3 separate regions of the Mus musculus genome follow, and all the other regions are linked to region 2. Evidence: chromatin contacts called from public Micro-C and promoter capture Hi-C data. All regions are on one chromosome and are shown on one strand. Each heading gives the region's core, a stretch centred on a gene start, on an enhancer-like site or on the middle of the called end of the contact. The rest is flanking DNA. Distances are from core to core; before and after follow the strand shown. Region 1 holds the start of Sptbn1 (spectrin beta, non-erythrocytic 1). Region 2 holds the start of Fem1al (fem-1 homolog A like). Region 3 holds the start of Mtif2 (mitochondrial translational initiation factor 2).

Region 1 (3,865 bases), core at 634-3,133, 390 kb before region 2:
TGCTGAAGCTGCCCTGAACTTTCATCTGGGCAAGGTTTTATAGGAAATGGCTAGCAAGGGGTGGAGGTTTCTATTCTGGCAAGCATCTGATTGGGGGGCTGTTGCTGTCCGTTAACATAATTGGCTAGTGCTAGGTGTCAAACCATAAACAACATTCTTTTCTCCTGATTTATGGTTGTTAGAAGTGACGTATCAAGGGCAGGCTTGTAACCTGGAGTGCGGATTTGTTGGAGAATAACCAACTGGTGCTACACATAAGTTTTGTTGGGGAGTAACTTGGAAACTGGTGCTAGACACCAGCCTGTTAGTTAACCAGAGTTCAGCCTTAGGTCTGGTTCTCCAAGATTGAGTCTGAATCCAAGCCTTTCATCCAGGCCTTTCTCCAAGTCCTGTCAGCATGCCTGACACATACCCACGCACACTACTACCACATTCACGTCTACTACTGCCAGTGCCAAACCACTTCCATCGTTGGAGTAGCCTCCTAGAATCTGTTTCCACATGGCACCAAGAACTATCCTTTAGAATCACATCCACCAGTGGCCGATGCTGACTCAAAGGTCATCATCAGCCAAGTCTGATGAGCTATGCAGGGGAGCCCTGTCTAGCTCCCCTAGCCTTGTCTCTCCTTACCTTTCCCTCTGCACACCTGACTCCAACTATACTGAGCATACCTTGGTGTACCTTTGTCTGGTGTGCCATTCTTCTTGATCTGGCCATGATCTGTACCTTTTAGACACCGAGACCTACACTAAGCAGAGTATTTATTTCTGACCAGTCTAAAATAGCCAGTTTCAAATTCATCTGTTTGTATTTTATTTTCCTTAAACTCTCTGGCTTTTGTGTGTGTGTGTTTTTGGTCTCCCTTCTATGAGGATGTAACACTTGTGTCATTTATTGTTCTCCCCAGGAATCTAGAGCACTGCTGATCATGTAGTAATTCCTCAATATGGTTGGGTTCTGCATGTGAGTAATAGCTGTATTGAATGGAGAAACTGTATTTAAAACTAAACATATTTCTCTTGATCCTCCAAGAATACATTGATAAAGTGAAGACTTTAGTGAGCCAGAGCTTATTTCATAGTTATTCCTTAAAAAAAAAAAAACCCACCATTATCCTCAAGGGCTTTAAAGGAGTGGGCATTACTATTGGTATTGGTCCTAGAATTTATAGTAACAATGGTATAAATAATTATAATACCTATTGAGTATTTACTATGCATGGATACTATCTTTGTTGCCATATGCTTCCATCTTAACCTTAGGCATCAATTCTAATATGTAAATGAGACATAGAGACAGAATGATTTGTTAGTTTTTCTTATATAGTAGCTTATGAAGGAAAAACTAAACGGTAATAGACAATAAAACTAAGGGAATTCACTTAAAAAGATCCATGTAGATGCTGATACAGCCCTGATAAAACATTAAACCTTCACCTTAAACTTTTTTGGTTCATTTTGCTCTGTTTTGGTTTTTTTCAAGACATGGTTTCTCTGTGTAGCCATAGCTGTCTTGTACTCCAGGCTGGCCTCAGACACATAGAGATCAGCCTGCCTCTGCCTCCTGAGTACTGGGATTAAAGGTGTGCACCATCACTGCCCAGACACTTTAAACTCCTTTAGGAAAGAACATTAATTTGGCACCCAGTGTTTCCTTCAGTCTTCTCCCTCCTCCGGGTTTGGGGAAAGCATTAAAGTAGCATGACCGAGGTCACACATGTGCTATGAAGCAGAGCCAAAGTTCAGAACTGGCCTTGGCTCTAGAAGGCACATCTGGACAAGCAGTGACTGTCCTAGTTTTTCCTTATTATCACCCCAGCAGGTGTATAGAGGATGTACACTTTGTATACACACCTGTGCTTTTCCTTTTTTACTCACAGAACTCTGAAAAGTAACTGATGTGGACAAGCAGCTGAGACAGTCAAGATGACGACCACGGTAGCCACAGACTATGACAACATTGAGATCCAGCAGCAGTACAGTGATGTGAACAACCGCTGGGATGTGGATGACTGGGACAATGAGAACAGCTCTGCAAGGCTCTTTGAGCGCTCCCGCATCAAGGCCCTGGCAGGTAAGTGTCCTGATGTTGTATGTCCCACCTGTCACCAGATGTTCTGTAGTCCCTTGAACATCAACCATTTCTCTTTTAAGCTGTCTTGCTTGAAGTTGACCTCTCCCTGCTTTAACATATCCTATGAGAGCTTGCTTACCCTTTTATAAGACATTTACTTTTGGAGAGCTGCCGAACTTAATGACCAACATAGTTTAGAACACAGTAAATAATGTTTACAGCAATTTAGAAAGAGCTGCTAAGAGTTTGTAAGGATTTTTTAATTCTAACACATCTTTAATTTCAAGTGTTTTAACATACTATATTTATATAAAATATCCAACTTGGCTGTATACGTAATGCCAGTGGCAGATTAGCTGATCTTTTCGGTGAGAGGTTGGTAAGTACCTTGTTACAAGGGCTTTAGATCTGAAAAGTAGCAGTGTCCTGTGGGAAGGCCATATTTAATGCTGTTAATGAGTAGGTTTGCCACTGATCATTCCCATTCAGTTTCATTTTCTAGAGAAAAACCATGCCAGGTAGATGTTAAGTAGTTATTCCAATTATATTCTAGTTTACGATACAAAGTCTATTATAATAGGTGCCTTGATTATTAAATTGTAAGTTTGTCAGTACTTTTGACATGATTCACATGAACTAGAAACCCACAAGAAAGTATTCAGGAAACAAGGGAGCTAAACATTTATTCTGTGTCTGCTGATTGGATTCTTTGAAAAGAATCCTGAATTCATGATTATTTTTAGTCAAGTCATTTCTGTTTGCCAAGAATAGAGATGCATGTACTCTGAATTAAAGAGATGTGTTTGCTAGTAGAAAACACAGTTGTTCAACATGGACAGAGCCCTCATTTCATCCTTGCCATACAAAAACAAGTAACAGCAGCAGCATGTGATAGAATTAAAGGAGAATAAAGGGATTATCGTAAAATATCAGACAGGGGCCAGGTGTGGTGGCCATGCTTTTAATCCTAGCACTCAGGAAACAGAGGCAGGCAGATGTTTGTGAGTTTGAGGCCAGCCTGGTTTACCTAGCAAGTTTTAGGCCAGCTAAGATTGATGTGGTAAGACACTGTCTCAAATAAGAGAAAGAGAGATGGATGGAGGGAGACAGGGAAAGTGGAGGTTGGTCTCATGCAAAGCAGGCTCAACAAAGCCATGTGCTAACTGCTATAGGACAGTATCTCAGTTATTCTTCATTTGTTGGAGCCCTCCACTTAGTAACTGCGCCTTCATAATTTGTCTTACACCAGACTTGGGTGCAATGTAGATTCAATGAAACCTCAGTGCAAAATTATATTTATAATTTAATTGACTTAATAACCCAGTTTCCTTTTAGTACAAATTTCTGTAAGATTGGGTGTGGTATTGAAATTCTGTTTGGCCCAGATATTTATATAGCAGGCCATGGCTAGCTGGAGACTTACAAATGATTGCCTTTAAAAGAGGCAGCTTAAGACTGGTGCAATATTGCCCACCAGCCCTCCCAACCCAAGTTTGATCCCTGGGACCCACATAGTGTCAAGAGAGAATTGAGTCACAACAGTTTTTCTTTGACCTCCACACCATGCCGTGTCATGTGTGCAAATCTTTCCTTCAAATTAAAAATAAATAAAGACAGACAGACAGGAAGGAAGGAAGCCAGCCAGCCAGGTAGTGATGTGCATTTCTTTAATCTCAGCACTCAGGTGACAGAGGCAGGTCTGAGTTTCAGACCAGCCAGGTCTACAGAGTGAGTTCTAGAATGGCCAGAGCTACACAGAAAAATCCTGACTGACAAAAAAAAAAAAAAA
Region 2 (4,122 bases), core at 342-2,841:
ACTGGAGAGTTATTGGATTATTTGTACTGGCATCCTGAGAATAATTCAATAACCAAAAATTCTAGCCAGGCTAGTGCCCTAAGCCTTCACTAAGGCCCCCTAGAGGCTACATGGTAAGTCCAGGACTTACCAGAAAGGGCCCTACCCTAGGCCTAGGGGTTTTTTAAACGGCTGCAAAAGCTGGGGGTGGGGTGGGGTGGGGGAGTTCGAGAGCTGCTTTCAAAGGGTATGGTCACCCAAGGGTCGATGTCCTAACTCATATGTCACCTGGGAAGTTGGTCATAAGGACAGTGGCTGTGAAATGTCAACCCTTTAGCCCCCAGAAAAAAAAAAAAAGCTGGCCAGGCCCTATCTGGGAAATTAGAGTCAGCCCTCCTGCTGACTGGAAAAACTCCTTATCCATCGAATGCCAGTGTGTGTTTGTGAGCTTCCGCAGGCTCGTAGCAGGAAGAGTGGAACTGCGTGGTTGGTTTGGGCCCATTTGACTTTGTCAAATCTAACAGATGGGAACTCTGGCAGGATGTAAGGGGCAGGGACCTACTTTTCAGGCTGAGAACCAGGAGCAGAGCTAAGGAGCAGAGGGGAAGGGCAGCAAGTGAGAAGAAAAGAACAGTTAGAGAACATTATAACATGGCTCCAGCTGAGGCTGCAGTGGCTTTAACAGCAGCTTTTACACCATGCTAGGTACTAGCAGAGAATAAGGTCAGTTCTTAGTCAAAGACAAAGTGATTAAATAAGGCAAAGAACTAAGAGATCACACCAGGTAGTAATCAAACAAAGCAATAAACAAAATCCTCCCCCCCACCCCCCACCCCCAGTCACTGGGTCTGGGGGCTTATCAGGATGACCAGGACAAAAAGGAAGTCACACCTTCCTTGGCTGAGTTTACCTTGATCCTTGCATCAGCCCAAATGTGAATATTCTTATCTGAGCCTACTGCCTTGAGCCCAGTGACAAGTACTTGCCAAATTTTTATAAGTGGTACTAAAAGCTCTCTACATTCATAGGGGGCAGGAAGGGCAGTAAGTAGGATCAGGCAGGCAGGTAAACCTGTTGAACTAGTCTGCAGCAGGTTGTAAATGAGGGAGGGGAGAAGGGAAAGTCTAATGCTCAGAGCCCTGGTGCTGTTGAGCCAGAGAGCAGTGGTCCAGGCCCAGCCTGAAGTTCTCAGACGCAAGAAAGAAACTGTCTCTAAGGAGAGGGAAATCTCACCCAAGGGAAAAACTGGATGTCTCCCATCCTCAAGGACAACACAGGGGTATCTCCTATCTCAAGAACTCTCCCCTGGGACCATAGAGATGGGAAAGGATGGGGGCTTACCAGATCTTGGGCTAGGGAGTTCTCTTGTTGTGGCTGAGATGGGATGTAAACTTGAAGAGATTTTAGATCTGACTCACGGCACAATGTTATGATTATTAAAAAATAAAGAAATATAAGGATATGCCCTATGGAGGTGTGGTGAGGTATGGAGGAAGGTGGTGTCTCAGCCGGCCCATGTAGAGGCATCCCTTCTCTCTGAGGGACCACCATTTTATAGTGAGCCAGGCCTACCTGGCTGTTGCCAAGTAACTGTGGGGGTGAAGTCCAAACAGAATCCTAACAACTAGTGGACTCAAACCAGGACAGTTTTGATGCTGGGTCCAGTTTATATTCTCATTTATATCCTAAAACCACACACTGGGGCAGACAGACAATCAAGATTTAACAGAAGCAGGAGAACCGCTAAGATGACAGCCCTGGAGAAGGTGAAGGATGTCTCTGGCGACCGGCGGCCCGGCTAGATCCAGCAGCGAGGCTTCCAGCATGGATCTGCACACAGCGGTGTACAATGCGGCGCACGACGGCAAGCTGCCTCTGCTGCAGAAACTGTTGGCCAGCCGTGGGCGTGAGGAGCTGGAGGAGCTGCTGGGTGAGGTGGCCGGCGGTGGAACGCCACTGCTAATCGCAGCGCGCCGTGGACACCTAGACGTGGTGGAGTATCTGGTGGACCACTGCGGCGCCAGCGTGGAGGCGAGTGGCTCTGTGCACTTCGATGGCGAGACCATCGAGGGCGCGCCGCCGCTCTGGGCAGCGTCGGCCGCGGGTCACCTGGCCGTGGTGCGTAGCCTTCTGCACCGAGGCGCCTCGGTCAACCGCACCACGTGCACCAACTCCACACCGCTGCGCGCCGCCTGCTTCAACGGCCACCTGGACGTGGTGCGCTGCCTGGTGGGCGAGCACAAGGCGGACCTGGAGGTGGCCAATCGCCACGGCCACACGTGCCTTATGATCTCCTGCTACAAGGGCCACCGCGAGATCGCACGCTACCTGCTGGAGCGCGGCGCACAGGTGAACCGGCGCAGCGCCAAGGGCAACACCGCCCTGCACGACTGTGCAGAATCTGGCAGCCTGGAGATCCTACAACTGCTGCTGAGCTGCCACGCGCGCATGGAGCGCGACGGCTATGGCATGACGCCGCTGCTGGCCGCCAGCATCACTGGGCACACCAACATCGTGGAGTACCTCATCCAGGAACAGCCGAGCCACGAGCAGCTCTCAGGGACAGAGCTTCCTGGAGAAGGCTCCTCCCAGATGGCAGGAAACCACTGCTCCACCCCAGAAGATGCAGAACAGTATGAGAGCTGCTGCCCTACCAGCCGGGAAGCGGCTGTGGAAGCTTTGGAGCTGCTGGGTGCCACCTATGTGGATAAGAAAAGGGATCTGCTTGGAGCCCTGAAGCACTGGAGAAGGGCGATGGAACTCCGCCACCAGGGTGGAGGCTTCCTCCCTAAGCCAGAGCCCCAGCAACTGGTTCTGGCCTATGACTATTCCAGGGAGGTGACTACGCCTCAAGAGTTGGAAGCCCTCATTACAGATCCTGATGAGATGCGGATGCAGGCGCTGCTGATACGGGAGAGAATCTTGGGCCCCTCACATCCTGACACTTCATACTACATACGGTACCGGGGTGCTGTCTATGCGGACTCCGGGAATTTCGAGCGCTGTATCCGTCTGTGGAAGTATGCCTTGGACATGCAACAAAACAACCTGGAGCCCCTGAGCCCCATGACCGCCAGCAGCTTCCTGTCGTTTGCAGAGCTCTTCTCCTACGTGCTGCAGGACCACTCGGCCAAGGGCAACCTAGGCATGCAGCTTGACTTTGCCGACCTCATAGGTGTGCTCAGCAAAGGGGTTCGGGAAGTGGAACGGGCTCTGCAGCTGCCCAAGGAACCGGATGACTCCGCACAGTTCACCAAAGCCATTGCCATCATCCTCCACCTTCTGTACCTATTGGAGAAGGTGGAGTGCACCCCCAGGCAGGAACACCTCAAGCACCAGACAGTCTATCGCCTGCTCAAGTGTGCCCCTCGTGGCAAGAACGGCTTCACCCCACTACACATGGCGGTGGACAAGGAGACCACCAACGTGGGCCAGTATCATGTGGGCGTCTTCCCGTCACTGCAGGTGGTCAAGGTGCTGTTGGACTGCGGAGCAGACCCTGACAGCAGGGATTTCGACAACAACAGCCCACTGCACATCGCTGCCCAGAACAATTGCCCGGCCATCATGGATGCTCTCATCGAAGCTGGGGCCCACATGGACGCCACCAATACCTTCAAAAAGACTGCCTATGAGCTGCTGGACTCGAAGCTGTTGGCCAAGAGCACCGTGCAGCCCTTCAATTATGTGACACTGCAGTGCCTAGCTGCCCGTGCCCTGGACAGGAACAAGGTCCCTTATAAGGGCTTCATCCCAGAGGAGCTGGAGGCCTTCATCCAGTTGCACTGAGCCTGCCCAGCTGCTGGTGCCCACTTGGGCCTTACTTCTCCAAGCAGAAGCATCCAGGCCCTATGGCCTGCTGGAGTGAACCCAGCTGCTGATTCTAGAAGCCTTCAGGGTCACATGATAGGAAGACGGTCTTTTTTTGTGGAAGTGCAAAAAACAAAATCCCGGATGCCTGAGCCTCCCCAGTGGCATGCTTCTGTCTAGGTCTGGAGGCCTCTGCACTGTCCTAGAGTCCTGCAGTGAGCAAAGCTGTCTCCTTCCTGCAGTGGGCACTGACCACCTAGATGTTTGCAGTTGGTTTTTCCTTTTCTAAGCAGATGGGCAGCAACCTGGAGCCCATGTTTGTGAGGGTTTTTC
Region 3 (3,658 bases), core at 584-3,083, 300 kb after region 2:
AAGTATGGTATAGGTGACTGTAATCCTACCATCTGGGAAGTGGAGGAATGAAGGTCAGAAGTACAAGGCCAACTTTGGTTACATAGTAAGTTTGGGGCCAACCTAAGCTTCATGGACCTTGTTTCAAAAACAAACAAACAAACAAATAAAAAAATGAAAATACACCACACAGTCTAGGAGAAGGCTCAGCAGGAAAAAGTGTTTTTAAGCTTGACAACCTGGGTTCAATCTCCAGAATCCATGAGAAGATGGAAGGAAAGGTTCAACTCCCCAAAACTGTTCTCAAACCTCTCCCTGTAGCCCATGCCTTGTACATGATTTGCCCATATATACACATAACACACACCATACAGACACAGAAAAAAATACCAATAAAAGGAAAAAAATCTAGAGCTGAAAGTGACACAGTAAAGTAGTAGAGAAAGGACCTGATGCAGTAACAAAAGGCCTTGACTTGACACCTCTTACAGACCAGTCACTCTTGTCCTATGAGTCTCATTTTCCTGAGTTCTGAAAAAAGAAAGAAGTGTTTCTTTGTAGCCTTTCTATAACAAGGTTACAAAGAAAAAAATGAGATGATAAATGTATTGTTTCTCACTGATGACTTACTTTCTCTGAAGATTCACAACATGAATGTTACAAACATTCACAAGCCACCATCTCCCTCATTTATAGATAATTCTGAGGCTTTGTGGGTGTTTAATAGTTAGTATTTTACCTTAAAAGACTCATTCAAGAAGGAAAGGATCAAAAGAAATTCTGACTTCATTCCAAGTAAATGAACTAAGATTTAGAAATTCAAGCCAGGCCTGCTGGCACAGGCAACTCTAGGCAAAGGCTGGAGGATGCCAAGTTCAAAGCCAGTCTTCAGTCTTAGCTACATAGGGAGCTCAAGGCCAGGCTAGGTATATCAGGGAAACCACCTTTCAAAAGAAAATGCAAAAGATAAGAGAAGAAAGAGGAGGAGGAGGAAGGAGATGGAGTGAAGGGGCAGGGAGACAGAGAAGAAAGAGAGAATGCATTGCTTTAATCATGCAAGGGAGTAAAAGGAAGTGCTCAGAAAGCATAGGATTCCTTAAACCTTTTTTTTTTTTTTTTTTTTTTTTTTTAAGACAGGGTCTCACTATGTAGCCTTGGCTGTCCTGGAACTCACTATGTAGACCAAGAGGGACTCGAACTTATAGATCCACCTGCCTCTGCCTCCCAAGCGCTGGGATTAAAGATGTGCACTACTATGCCCATCTTACTTAAATCATTTTTAAATGAGCTGTGAAGCAGATTTGACAAGGGCACAGAACAATGAAACGAGACTCTATGAGACAAACCAACACAGAGATATATAATCGAGAAATCAGACACATCAGAATAATAACCCAAATCTCAAACCTGGGAAGAAATCTTGGTTGTTAAATATCCCAACGCCTCTCACTTTACAGAGGACAGTGGACTCAAGAAGGGGTCATTACTACTTCCATAAGGTTAGCGGCAACCGAGAACTCAGGCTGACAATTCCCATAGCGGAGAGGGCGTGCGAATGCTGCAAAAGCGTAGCTGCATTAACGGAAATGTCTGAATAGACCAGTAAGAGGATTTGGAAAGGAAAAAAAAAATCGTTGTGAAAAATCAAACACCGCCGCTGCCACGCGGGCCTCTGGGGAGCGCACCTGAGCGCTCGTGGACTCCGAAGCCGCGGCAAGTGACACTGGCACTCGCGACCACCCTAGCGCAGAGACCCCACTCACTCAACTCCCAGGCGAGGTCGCCCTCCGGACCCAGGAGAATTGTGGGTCATTCAGTCCGTCCCTTCCGTGAGGTCCCCGTCGTGCTTCCGGTACCGCCGGAAGCAGCTTCCCCATGGAATTCTGGGTTGTCTGTGGCTGGTGGAGGCCGGCTATGGCTGGTCCTGTAACCTGCAGCTTCGGCTGCTGGCCTGCAGTGGGGACCGGGTGCTCTGCAGTTCCCTCCCTTCTCCAGGAAGAACACGTACTTCAAACTTGCGTGTATCTAGCTGGAAGGAAGCGGCGCAAGGTGGCCCTAGAAAGCTCTAACGGGGTGGGCAGGGTAGGTAGTGGAGCTAGGGTTCTCCGGCTGCTGGCCCAGCCCGTTCACAGTGTGAACTTAGAGGTGTGTTGTCAACTCTGTGCCTCGACTTTATCTGTTGTATGGAATCACGGTACGGACTTCATAAGATCGTGGGAAGGTTTCAGTGACTTGTTGAGAGTACGAGTCAAGTAAACGTTTTTCGTTATGATTTTGGTTGTTTTTCTTCACTTTGGAGTTTTTCCGGTCTCCTCTTTGGCCACAGCCATCATCATCTCTTGAGGGTAACTCGTTTACACCTAGCACTACCACAGATTAAGGGAATAGCATAGAAAAGTTTCTTATCCCAAAGCACGCTTTACCATTATCTCTCATTGTCTACCCTAAACTCAGGTCCCTCAGTCCACTCATTTTCTTTAAAAAATTTTTGTCTTTTTTATTTGTATACACACACTGAATTCAGGAACTCAGGCTTGAAATAAGCTCCTTTATTCACGTAGCCATCTCATTACCCTTACCCCTTTCCATCACAAAGATTCAGTCAGTATTAATGACTATAGAGACTCCTGAAAACCTTTTTTATCTGAATCTCCATTAAGCCCACACTTGAAAATGACCCAAGTTCATAAACATGTATTGAAGTTCACTTTCTGTAAGCAGTTCTTTGCTCTCACTTGCTTTGGCAAGCATTGAGAAACCAGCTAAAATAATGTGTGGCCTACTAAAATTTACATCCAACCACCTGTTCATTTGCTTGCACCTGGACATTCCCTTTACCTCTACAACCTCAACCACATGGCCTTTTTTGCAGTTCAAACTCTGTCATCATCATTCCATCCGACCTCCGGCCTGGGTGCATTGTCTTTTCCTCAGACACTTTTTCTGTTAGTTTTCAGCTTCTGCTTCTCAGGCCTCTTTGAAAGTCCTTAACTCGGCTTTAACCCTTTCAACGTCTGTAGCCATTCTGTAGCCTGTAGTGTAGTTCTAATAGAATCACTGTATCTCTGGGCAAACATCAGAAGGAATAGTTGTTTTCTAGAAGTACTTGGACCTTGAAGAAATCATTGTAGAAAACTGTTTGGGTTCAGGAATCGCCACACAAACCATAGGAATAATAAGCAGGAATAGTTTATTGAATGCACATCCTAATACTGGTCAGACCAGAGACAGCTCAGAATTATCTCAACTATGACAATGGATATCCTTTCCTATTAACTTATAAAGGAAAAAAACCACAACGAGTTCATACACAGGTGCAGGAAATGCTGACTACTGGGCAACTCAGACTCAAGATATTTTAGACATAACAGTTCATATTGACCTTTAACCTCATGGATCCTACATGAAATTTTGTGGAATTTCTTAAGATTAATAAACCTCAGAACATAACCTAACAGATGCAGTCAGCATGATCCTGTTCTGAGTCAAATTATTTTTCTATGTCAATAACTGGCAGGCATATTACAGCCTCAATATAAAATAGTTTGTGAGCATGGAACAAAATGACTACAGCTATGCTGGGAGTGGTTGGGGGAAGTCAGACCATAACAAAAACAATGATTGTTTTATCTGTGGAGTTGTTTTTCTGCCTTTGAATGACTTTGGTTACAAGCTAGTC

The links. Promoter capture Hi-C pulls out the DNA fragments that hold promoters and counts their contacts. Hi-C and Micro-C count contacts between places; a contact is called where the count stands out from the background.
Region 1: a contact with region 2 is called in a promoter capture Hi-C map of embryonic stem cells, with 3 times the contacts expected there. The contact joins the promoter of Sptbn1 here to the promoter of Fem1al in region 2. A contact is called at or near these places in 3 of 39 promoter capture datasets (embryonic stem cells and stem cell-derived epiblast-like cells).
Region 3: a Micro-C map of embryonic stem cells shows a contact between it and region 2, with 2.9 times the contacts expected there. The contact joins the promoter of Mtif2 here to the promoter of Fem1al in region 2. A contact is called at or near these places in 4 of 39 promoter capture datasets (the 3T3-L1 cell line, embryonic stem cells and trophoblast stem cells), 1 of 484 Hi-C or Micro-C datasets (embryonic stem cells), 2 of 115 datasets of contacts at active chromatin or transcription factors (embryonic stem cells and expanded potential stem cells) and 2 of 9 other capture datasets (embryonic stem cells and liver).

Annotation. Positions count from the first base shown.
Region 1 is chr11:30,217,790-30,221,654 of GRCm38.p6, reverse strand. It overlaps Sptbn1 (spectrin beta, non-erythrocytic 1), which reads left to right and starts at 1,883. Exons shown (of 35, transcript NM_175836.2): 1 at 1,883-2,076. The coding sequence starts at 1,929. It overlaps Gm51887 (a long non-coding RNA gene), which reads right to left and starts at 38. Exons shown (of 3, transcript XR_003949652.1): 1 at 1-38.
Region 2 is chr11:29,823,137-29,827,258 of GRCm38.p6, reverse strand. Fem1al (fem-1 homolog A like) reads left to right here and starts at 1,591. Exons shown (of 1, transcript NM_176829.2): 1 at 1,591-4,122. The coding sequence starts at 1,804. The coding sequence ends at 3,768. The region is part of intron 13 of Eml6 (echinoderm microtubule associated protein like 6); the gene reads left to right.
Region 3 is chr11:29,524,572-29,528,229 of GRCm38.p6, reverse strand. Mtif2 (mitochondrial translational initiation factor 2) reads right to left here and starts at 1,833. Exons shown (of 14, transcript NM_133767.3): 1 at 1,387-1,833.